Linked DNA regions of Bos taurus: region 2 is linked to region 1. The links are chromatin contacts, called in public Hi-C maps. All regions are on one chromosome and are shown on one strand. Each heading gives the region's core, a stretch centred on a gene start, on an enhancer-like site or on the middle of the called end of the contact. The rest is flanking DNA. Distances are from core to core; before and after follow the strand shown. Region 1 overlaps RAB10 (RAB10, member RAS oncogene family). Region 2 has its middle 9.5 kb from the start of KIF3C.

Evidence for each region. A called contact is a pair of places that touch in the nucleus more often than the background predicts.
Region 2: a Hi-C map of blood shows a contact between it and region 1, with 3 times the contacts expected there. The contact joins two enhancer-like sites. A contact is called at or near these places in 3 of 11 Hi-C or Micro-C datasets (blood, liver and skin fibroblasts).

What each region holds. Positions count from the first base shown.
Region 1 is chr11:73,343,009-73,347,047 of ARS-UCD2.0, reverse strand. RAB10 (RAB10, member RAS oncogene family) reads left to right here. Exons shown (of 6, transcript NM_001101288.1): 5 at 20-121; 6 at 2,317-3,580. The coding sequence ends at 2,400. The region is part of intron 2 of LOC132346607 (a long non-coding RNA gene); the gene reads right to left. Among named protein-coding and RNA genes, the nearest start is that of GAREM2, 27 kb to the right of the region's middle. Within about 2 kb of position 2,042, at least 7 of the 102 cell types and tissues checked have an H3K27ac peak or open chromatin away from gene starts, as enhancers often do. A contact at or near this core is called in blood, where this site is marked.
Region 2 is chr11:73,448,117-73,452,302 of ARS-UCD2.0, reverse strand. No RefSeq gene overlaps it. Among named protein-coding and RNA genes, the nearest start is that of KIF3C, 9.5 kb to the left of the region's middle. Within about 2 kb of position 2,627, at least 60 of the 102 cell types and tissues checked have an H3K27ac peak or open chromatin away from gene starts, as enhancers often do. A contact at or near this core is called in blood, where this site is marked.

The DNA.
Region 1 (4,039 bases), core at 793-3,292:
TATTTTGTTTCTTTTTTAGATTGCAAGAGAGCATGGTATTAGATTTTTTGAGACTAGTGCAAAAGCAAATATAAACATCGAAAAGGCATTTCTCACATTAGCTGAAGATATCCTTCGAAAGGTAAATTTCTTTCTTTTCTGTTCTTTTACTGCTAAGGTGTCGGGTGTCAACAGTTGAACATTTTCCTGTTTTCTAAAGTACTAGATTTACATACAAAAATTGGATTTGAGTACATTTGGATGAGTACATTTACCCATCACAGTATCTAATCCTCCAGAGAGAAGAAAGGAGCTGAAAGGAGCAGAGAGCAGTATAGAAATCTCAGTCTCTAATTCCCAATTTCATATTCCTTTTTTCAGCTTTTTGTTTGGTCCATGGTCTTGTGAGTCTTTTTGATTAATTTCTCTTATATAACCTTTGCCTTCTCATAAATAGTTTTTTAAAATTCAAGAGGTGAATCTGTTCTGTACCTAATTGCTACAGAATCCCTATTCTTTTATATAGTCATTTCTCAGATGTGCCAGTGAAGGGGATGTATATACTTTATACTGAATAGAGTAAGTCTATACCCAAATTGAAAGCAGGAGGAGAAAGGGACAACAGAGGATGAGGTTTTTGGATGGCATCACTGACTTGATGGACATGAGTTTGAGCAAGCTCTGGGACTTGGTGATGAACAGGGAAGCCTGGCGTGCTGCAGTCCATGAGGTTGCAAAGAGTCAGACACGACTGAGTAACTGAACTGAACTGATAACCAAATTTCATTTACCCAATCATTTCAACCTGTGAGTTTAAAAAGAAAATGCTGAAAATTGATCTCAGGGAATTCATTTTACCTCACAGTTAGGTTCTGGGTTTAATTTGTGAATTGCCTAAGTTGCCAGTACAAATAACTTGTAGCAAAATTGGGAAATCAGATATTCATCAGTTCAGTTCAGTTGCTTAGTCATGTCTGACCCTTTGTGACCCCATGAATCACAGCATGCCAGGCCTCCCTGTCCATCACCAACTCCCAGAGTTCACTCAGACTCACGTCCATCGAGTCAGTGATGCCATCCAGCCATCTCATCCTCTGTCGTCCCCTTCTCCTCCTGCCCCCAATCCCTCCCAGCATCAGAGTCTTTTCCAGTGAGTCGACTCTTCGCATGAGGTGGCCAAAGTACTGGAGTTTCAGCTTTAGCATCAGTCCTTCCAAAGAAATACCAGGGCTGATCTCCTTCAGAATGGACTGGTTGGATCTCTTTGCAGTCCAAGGGACTCTCCAGAGTCTTCTCCAACACCACAGTTCAAAAGCATCAATTCTTCGGCGCTCAGCCTTCTTCACAGTCCAAGTCTCACATCCATACATGCCCACAGGAAAAACCATAGCCTTGACTAGACAGACCTTTGTTGGCAAAGTAATGTCTCTGCTTTTGAATATGCTATCTAAGTTGGTCATAACTTTCCTTCCAAGGAGATATTCATATTTTTCCCTCAAATGACTAGGTAATATACACAGGTTTGATATGAGTCCTGAATTCTCTGTTAGTCTTCCGGTATATTTAAATGGACATAAAATAGAGAAAATCTGATACAGTCCTGAAGGAGAAGCAAACATTATATAGGAGAAAAGGAGAAAATTTAATTGCTTCTGGTAACCTTTCTGTTTTTATACTTGAAATACCAATATCTGCCCCCACCCCAGATAAAATCATTCATAAATCCACCACCTAAGGGTTGCTACTGTTAAAATTTTGGCATCTCTTATTTTGATCTTTTCCTATATTGGCCTTTAACATGAATTATTCAACTTTGCATTCTGGCCCACTGTATTTCCTTCATTTAATGTTAGTATATCATCATAAAATTGCCTTTTTAAAACAACGCTATGGTAATACAAGCTCCAGTCTCAAAAGGCAAGTAAAATGAAACAGAAAAGGGCTATTTCACCTCTCTGATGATACAGCGTTAGTTTCATCATATGCATGAAGTATGCATATGCACGGGTTTTTTTTTTTTTTAAGTACTAAGTACTCAGGGCTCAGATCTAAGAGATAACATACCACTCATCACAAGAGGTAGGGTGGAGCAGATTTCAGAAGCTCAACAAAGGGAAGCCAGGAGGCCTGTGGACATTTCACAATTGGAAGAAGACAAAATGAAGGTCAAAAACAAAGCTTCCGTTTCTTTACTTTGCGTGGAGGAGAAAACGTATCTCATGTGACTGTAATTGCATCTTGTTACATAATTAACATTTATGGGAATACTTCTGTTGAATCTTGGTGTATCTATGGCAGTGTTTTTCACGGGTTGCTCTCCTTGTGTGTTTGTTGCAGACCCCTGTAAAAGAGCCCAACAGTGAAAACGTAGATATCAGCAGTGGAGGAGGTGTGACAGGCTGGAAGAGCAAATGTTGCTGAGCGCTCTGCTGTTCCATCAGTTGCCATCCACCACCCTGTTTTCTCTTCTTGCTGCAAAATAAACCACTCTGTCCCATTTTTAACTCTTAAACAGATATTTTCGTTCCTCATCTTAACTCTCTAGTCCACCTGTTTTATTTGTTGTTTCATCTGTGACTGCTTGCTGACTTTATAATTTTCCTCAAACAAAAAATGTATAGAAGAATCATGTCTGTGAGTTCATTTTTAAATGTACTTGCTCAGCTCACCACTGCATTTCAGTTGTATTATAGTCCAATTCTTATCAACATTAAAACCTATAGCAATCATTTCAACTCTATTCTGCAAATTGTATAAGAATAAAAGTTAGAATTAACAATTTTATTTTGTACAACAGTGGAATTTTCTGTCATGGATAAATGTGCTTGAGTCCCTATAATCTATAGACATGTGATAGCAAAAGAAAAAAGCCAGGAAAACATTCATTTTCGCCTTGAATATGTAAATGGGATTAATTTTGTCCTGTGCCTTATGTGGAAAGGAACTTCTTTGGTTTTTCCTTTTTTTTGTTGTTTTGTTTTGGTGGAAGCATGTGCAGGAGACATATCATCGAAACATAAAGCATTAAAATGTTTGTGGTTTGCTTGGCTGTAATTTTCAAAGTAGTTAATTGAGGACAAAGGATAATACAGAAATGATCGCTTTGGTTTGCTGAGTCTCATTTTAAGTGGCCTTGATATTTAAAACTATTCCTGCCACCAATTCTTTTCCTTGGCCACTTTTTCCTCGTGTCTCTTCCTGCATGCTGCTTTATTTGCTTCTTCCCCACCACCCTGTGGTATGAGTTATTTAAAAATGAAAGGGGTAAACTAGTGGGTTTGTGGAGTTTAACATAAAGCACTGATTTAACTTGCTAAGTAAACTGAAAGATAAATCCTGACTGCCTACTATCCAATGTCAGTTAACCGTGTCCTCCCCTTCATTTTCTCAGTCCCCTAAAGCTTCTGTCCCGGATTCCTTCATTTGCTCTTGACTTCACGTTGCTCTTCTCTTCTCCCGCTTTGTTCCCTTCCTGTCTCCATTGAGTTTATGAAATGGAAGAGTTAATTGCATGCACTAGTGTTTGGAGGGTGTTGTGGTTTGTCTTTCTAACTAAGTGTATAGCCTATTCACTTTCCTAGAATAAATATCTTAACCTAAATTTGAATAGTCTCCATTTTGGCAACTCCTCTAGCAGTTTGGTAGCCCAAAATTGTTTTAAAAAGGTGGGAAGGAGGAGTGAAATTTATTAACACGTTTGCCAAATATATTGAGATTTGGCCTATGAAGAACACTTTTTCAGTGTTAAGTTGTCTTTACCTTAAGATTTAGAAGTACTTTAGGCTGTTACTGATTTTAAGTCCTGTCTTCACATCCCTTTGGGAAACTTGTATTACTCTGGATTTGAAAAAAAAGAACAACAAAGGCTTTTCATGTAAAGATAAGAAACTCTAGGCTCTCTCTTGCCCTGCCATTTTTTCCCCTTCATTTTTCTAGTTTTGCTTTACTGCTTATCATTAGGGTAGGGTAAGTTAAGTTTGCTATGCTGCTAGCATCCTAAGATGATACCTTTGTTGAAATAATTGTGAATAGCATGATTCATTTCTAGCAGAGGCTGAGT
Region 2 (4,186 bases), core at 1,378-3,877, 100 kb before region 1:
GCTTTAGGACCGTCTGCACTCACAATCCCTTCTTCCTCTCTAAGGTAACCCCTCTCCTGACTTTCATGGTAATCACTTGCTTGCTTCTTTTTGTTCTTTTACCATCTAAAGATTATGGTTTTCTTTTGCCCTTTTTTGAGCTTTACATAAACTCATAAGTGTGTATCCTTTTGTGTCTGGCTTTCTTCCGGCTTCTTTTATTTGACAGATTCATCCATGTTCTTGTGTCTGGCTGTCGTTCATCCATTTCTACTGGGTAATATTTTGTTGTGTGAATGTATCACCTATCATTGTCTCTTGACTGACATGTGGGTTGTTTCCTTTGGTATTGTTACAAAGTGTGCCGCTTCGAGCATACTTGTTCATGTGTTCTATGCACACTCGACACATTTCTATTGCACATATACCCAGGGGTGTGACTGCTGGGTTACAGGGAAGCCATCTCTTCAACTTCAGTTAATAATGTCAAACCATTTTCCAACACAGGAATAGCAATATTCATTACCAGCAGTGTACAAGGGTTCCAGGGGTTTCACACCAGAACCAGAACACTTAATATTGGTATTCTTAGTTTTAGATATGTGGTATTTCAAAGTGGTTTTAGTTTGGTCTTCTCTGACACCAAATAAAGTTGAGCACCTTTTCACATGCTTAATATAGCACTATTGTGTCTTCTTTTGTGAATCTTCCCTTCAAGTCTCTCCGTCACTTTTCTTTTCTATTTTGGCTTTGAGCCTTTTGTTGCTTACACGGCCTTCCCAGGTGACTCTAGTGATAAAGATCTTGCTGCCAATGCAGGAAACACAAGAGACGCGGTGGCTTCAATCCCTGGGTCGGGAAGATCCTCTGCAGGAGGGCACCGTGGCTTGACATTTCATGCTTTTGGTGCAGTGGTTACCTTTTTAAAACCAGGATTCTTCATTTTCATGTAGACAACATTTATCAATCTTTTTCCATGATCAGCACTTTTTGCCTTATGCTTAAAAACTCTTCCTCTGGCGTGCTGCAGTCCATGAAGTCGCAAAGAGTCCGACACGACTGAGCAACTGAACTGAACTGACTGACCCCAAGGTCACAAACACACACGACTGAGCAACTGAACTGAACTGACCCCAAGGTCACAAACACATTCTATTTTCTAAAAGTTTTGCTTTGAATGGTTACTTTAGGATATATTTCAGATCACTCTCCATATTGCACAGTTAGATTGCCTGGTTTTTTTTTTTGTTTGTTTTGTTTTAACGCTTATAAATGTCGTGGGAACAACTCCCATCACTCTTCTCAGTCTCATTCAGCCCCTCGGGGGACTCGGGGAAAGGAAGTGGAGTTGCGGTGGGGTGGGAGAAATGGCCCACCCGGCGGGCTATCATTCCAGCCTCGCCCTCCTTCCAGATCGCGTCTCCCTGCCTGCCCCCTCCCCTCTCGAATGCTCGTCATCATCACCACCGACTTGCGGGGAGGCTCCTACAATAGAAACTCAGGAGACCTGGGTTGAGGCCAGACCGGGGCCACCCAGCCATTTGACCTTGACAGGAAACGCGCCCCAATCTCTTTGGCTGATCTGGCTCTGCTGTAGATCAAGGCGCAGAGCCCCGCATCTCCAGACTGCCCGTCCCGTGCCCTTTCCCCTGACTCACGCCACCGCCAATCAGCAGTCAGACCGAGGGCGTGGCTCTCGCATCCTGGAATGTTGCAGAGGCGGTTTCCTGGTGTGATTCACAAACAGCAAGAATGTTTCAGTCAGACCCGGAGACCGACTTAGGGGAGGGGGACCCGGTGTCCTGAGCCAGGAAGCTTCCTCCCAGCCTCCCAGTCCCCAGAGGTCTCGGTCTTTCTGAGCTCCTTCTGTCTTATCCGGGAGGATCACAGTGTCCCTGGCTTGAGAGGATGCTCGCGCCACTCTCTGCTGTTATTTGCCCGTGCGCTGCTGTGTCTCCAACTGTGAGAACTTGGGGACAGGGAGCGGGCTCGCCCTACCCCAGAGGCGACACGGGGCTGACACGCCCTGGTTGTGCAGATGAGCCATCGAGTGGTGTTTGTGCAGCACTAGGCAACAGCACTCTTTGTGGTTAGGAGGATCCTAATACGATCCAAAAGGCACACCTCTGGCCTGATAGCTGGCTGACCACTGTCGCAGAGTAATGACAGAGCAGCCTGGGCAAACTCCTAGGGGCCCCACGTAAGTAGATCCTCAAAACCCAGCCTGTCTCACTGCAAAAGCTCAAGTGTCCCCTGAAATAGCCCCACCATGCTGGGCTTCCCTGGTGGCTCAGACAGTAAAGAATCTGTCTACAATGCAAGAAACCCAGGTTTGATCCTTGGGTCAGGAAGATCCCTTGGAGGAGGGCATGGCAACCCACTCCAGTATTCTTGCCTGGAGAATTCTATGGACAGAGGAGCCCGGCAGGCTACAGTCCATGGGGTCACAAAGAGTCAGACAAGACTGAGCGACTTAACACTTTCACTTTACTTTTCAAAGGCCATGCTAACCACCATGGGGAAGTTCATCCTCTAAGAAGAGCTTGCCTGGCTCGGCCACAACACTCCCCGTGACACTGGCCCTTCTGGTGACTTCACCCCCTCTGAGCCTGTGCCCTTATATGCCCAGCAAGGGGCAGCCCTGCCTGGCCACTGTGCAGGAATGGCTCAGAACAAATGACACAATGTATATACTGAAGTACTTTGAAAGGCGTAAGGTGTTATAATGTGATAAAGGATTATTAGAAAGAAAGCACTGAGAGCTGAAAGAGGTGTGGGCCTCTGACACTTCTCAAGGTAGTTTCCTCAGTAGCAGGAACAATCCTTTATTTGTTTAGTATTTGATAGTTCACAAAGGTTTCTAGGCTCTTTATCTCACCTGAGCCTCCCAATAACCCAGCAAGGCCGGCAGGGCAGGTTTTACCCTCCCTGATCACTGACCAGGTAAAGAAAAGGAGGCTTAGGCCATGATTTTCCCATAGTCCTCTAGTCACACATCTAGGACTAAAGCCCCTTTCTTTTTAAAAAAAATATATGTATTCATTTATTTATTTGCCAGCTTCCCTGGTGGCTCAAATGGTAAAAAAAAAAATCTGCCTGCAATGCATGAGACCCAGGTTTGATCCCTGGATTGGGAAGATCCCCTGGAGAAGGAAATGGCAACCCACACCAGTATTCTTGCTTGGAGAATCCCATGGGCAGAGGAGCCTGGTGGGTTATAGTCCATGTTTGCAGAATCAGACACAACTAAGCTACTGACCCATTTGCCTGCACAGTTTTTGGGCTCTTAGTTCCCTAACCAGGGATTGAACCTGTATCCTTGGCAGTGAAAACTGAGTCCTAACCACTGAACTGCCATGGTGTTCCCCTAAAACCCCTTCTTGTAGTTCCTTATGATGAGCCTGTTAAGCTGCTCCTTCTGTTTCACTTGCAACCACATGAAGGAATTTCCCATAAGACCTGTGTGCACACATCCTAGCAGGCCTCCTATGACTGGAAGGGGTGAGGAGGGAGGGGGAGAGGGGTGAGGGGAGGGGTGTAGTTATTCAAAGAGCAATGGGAAGTTACTTAAAGGTTTTAAGCAGAGAAATATTAGTACTATGATTTGGATGGTGTTTTAAAAAATGCTTTTCTTCTCCATCTCCTCCTTTTTTCCTGCTCCTTTTCTCCTTCCCCCATCTTCTTTCTCCTTCTTTTTATTCTTCATTTACTTTATATAATTCCCTAGGAAGAGAAAGAGTGGAAAATTCTGGGACCTTCCATCACCCAAACCCTTGAGTGTTCAACCAGCCAGGCCCCTGACAGGCTGGCTCCTTGAATTTATAGGGTGTCAGTGTCCAGCCCAGAATCCAGGGTCCCTCCCAGAGACTCCCTTCCTCATGGGGACAGTTCTAGGAGTTTCATGCTCCAGGAGCAAAGCCAGTGTTCGGTGAAGGAGTATGATGTAGCAGGCATGCGCCCAGATGGCTTGCCTCCCCAAAGGCTGCAATCAGTCCCCCAGGTTCCTCCCTGGCCCTCTGGGAAGTGCCTTGCCTGGACAACTGCCTGAAGTGGCCAGAACCTGAGATCCTGGCTGTGTGCCCTTCTCCACTGGGTGTCTGCCGCTCAGAGTTACACACTCCCCAGGCCCTACCAAATGGCCAAGTGATGATTCGAACATCCTGGGGTGCCCCTCCAGGCCGTCTGGCCCTCTTCCTCCCAGCTTCCT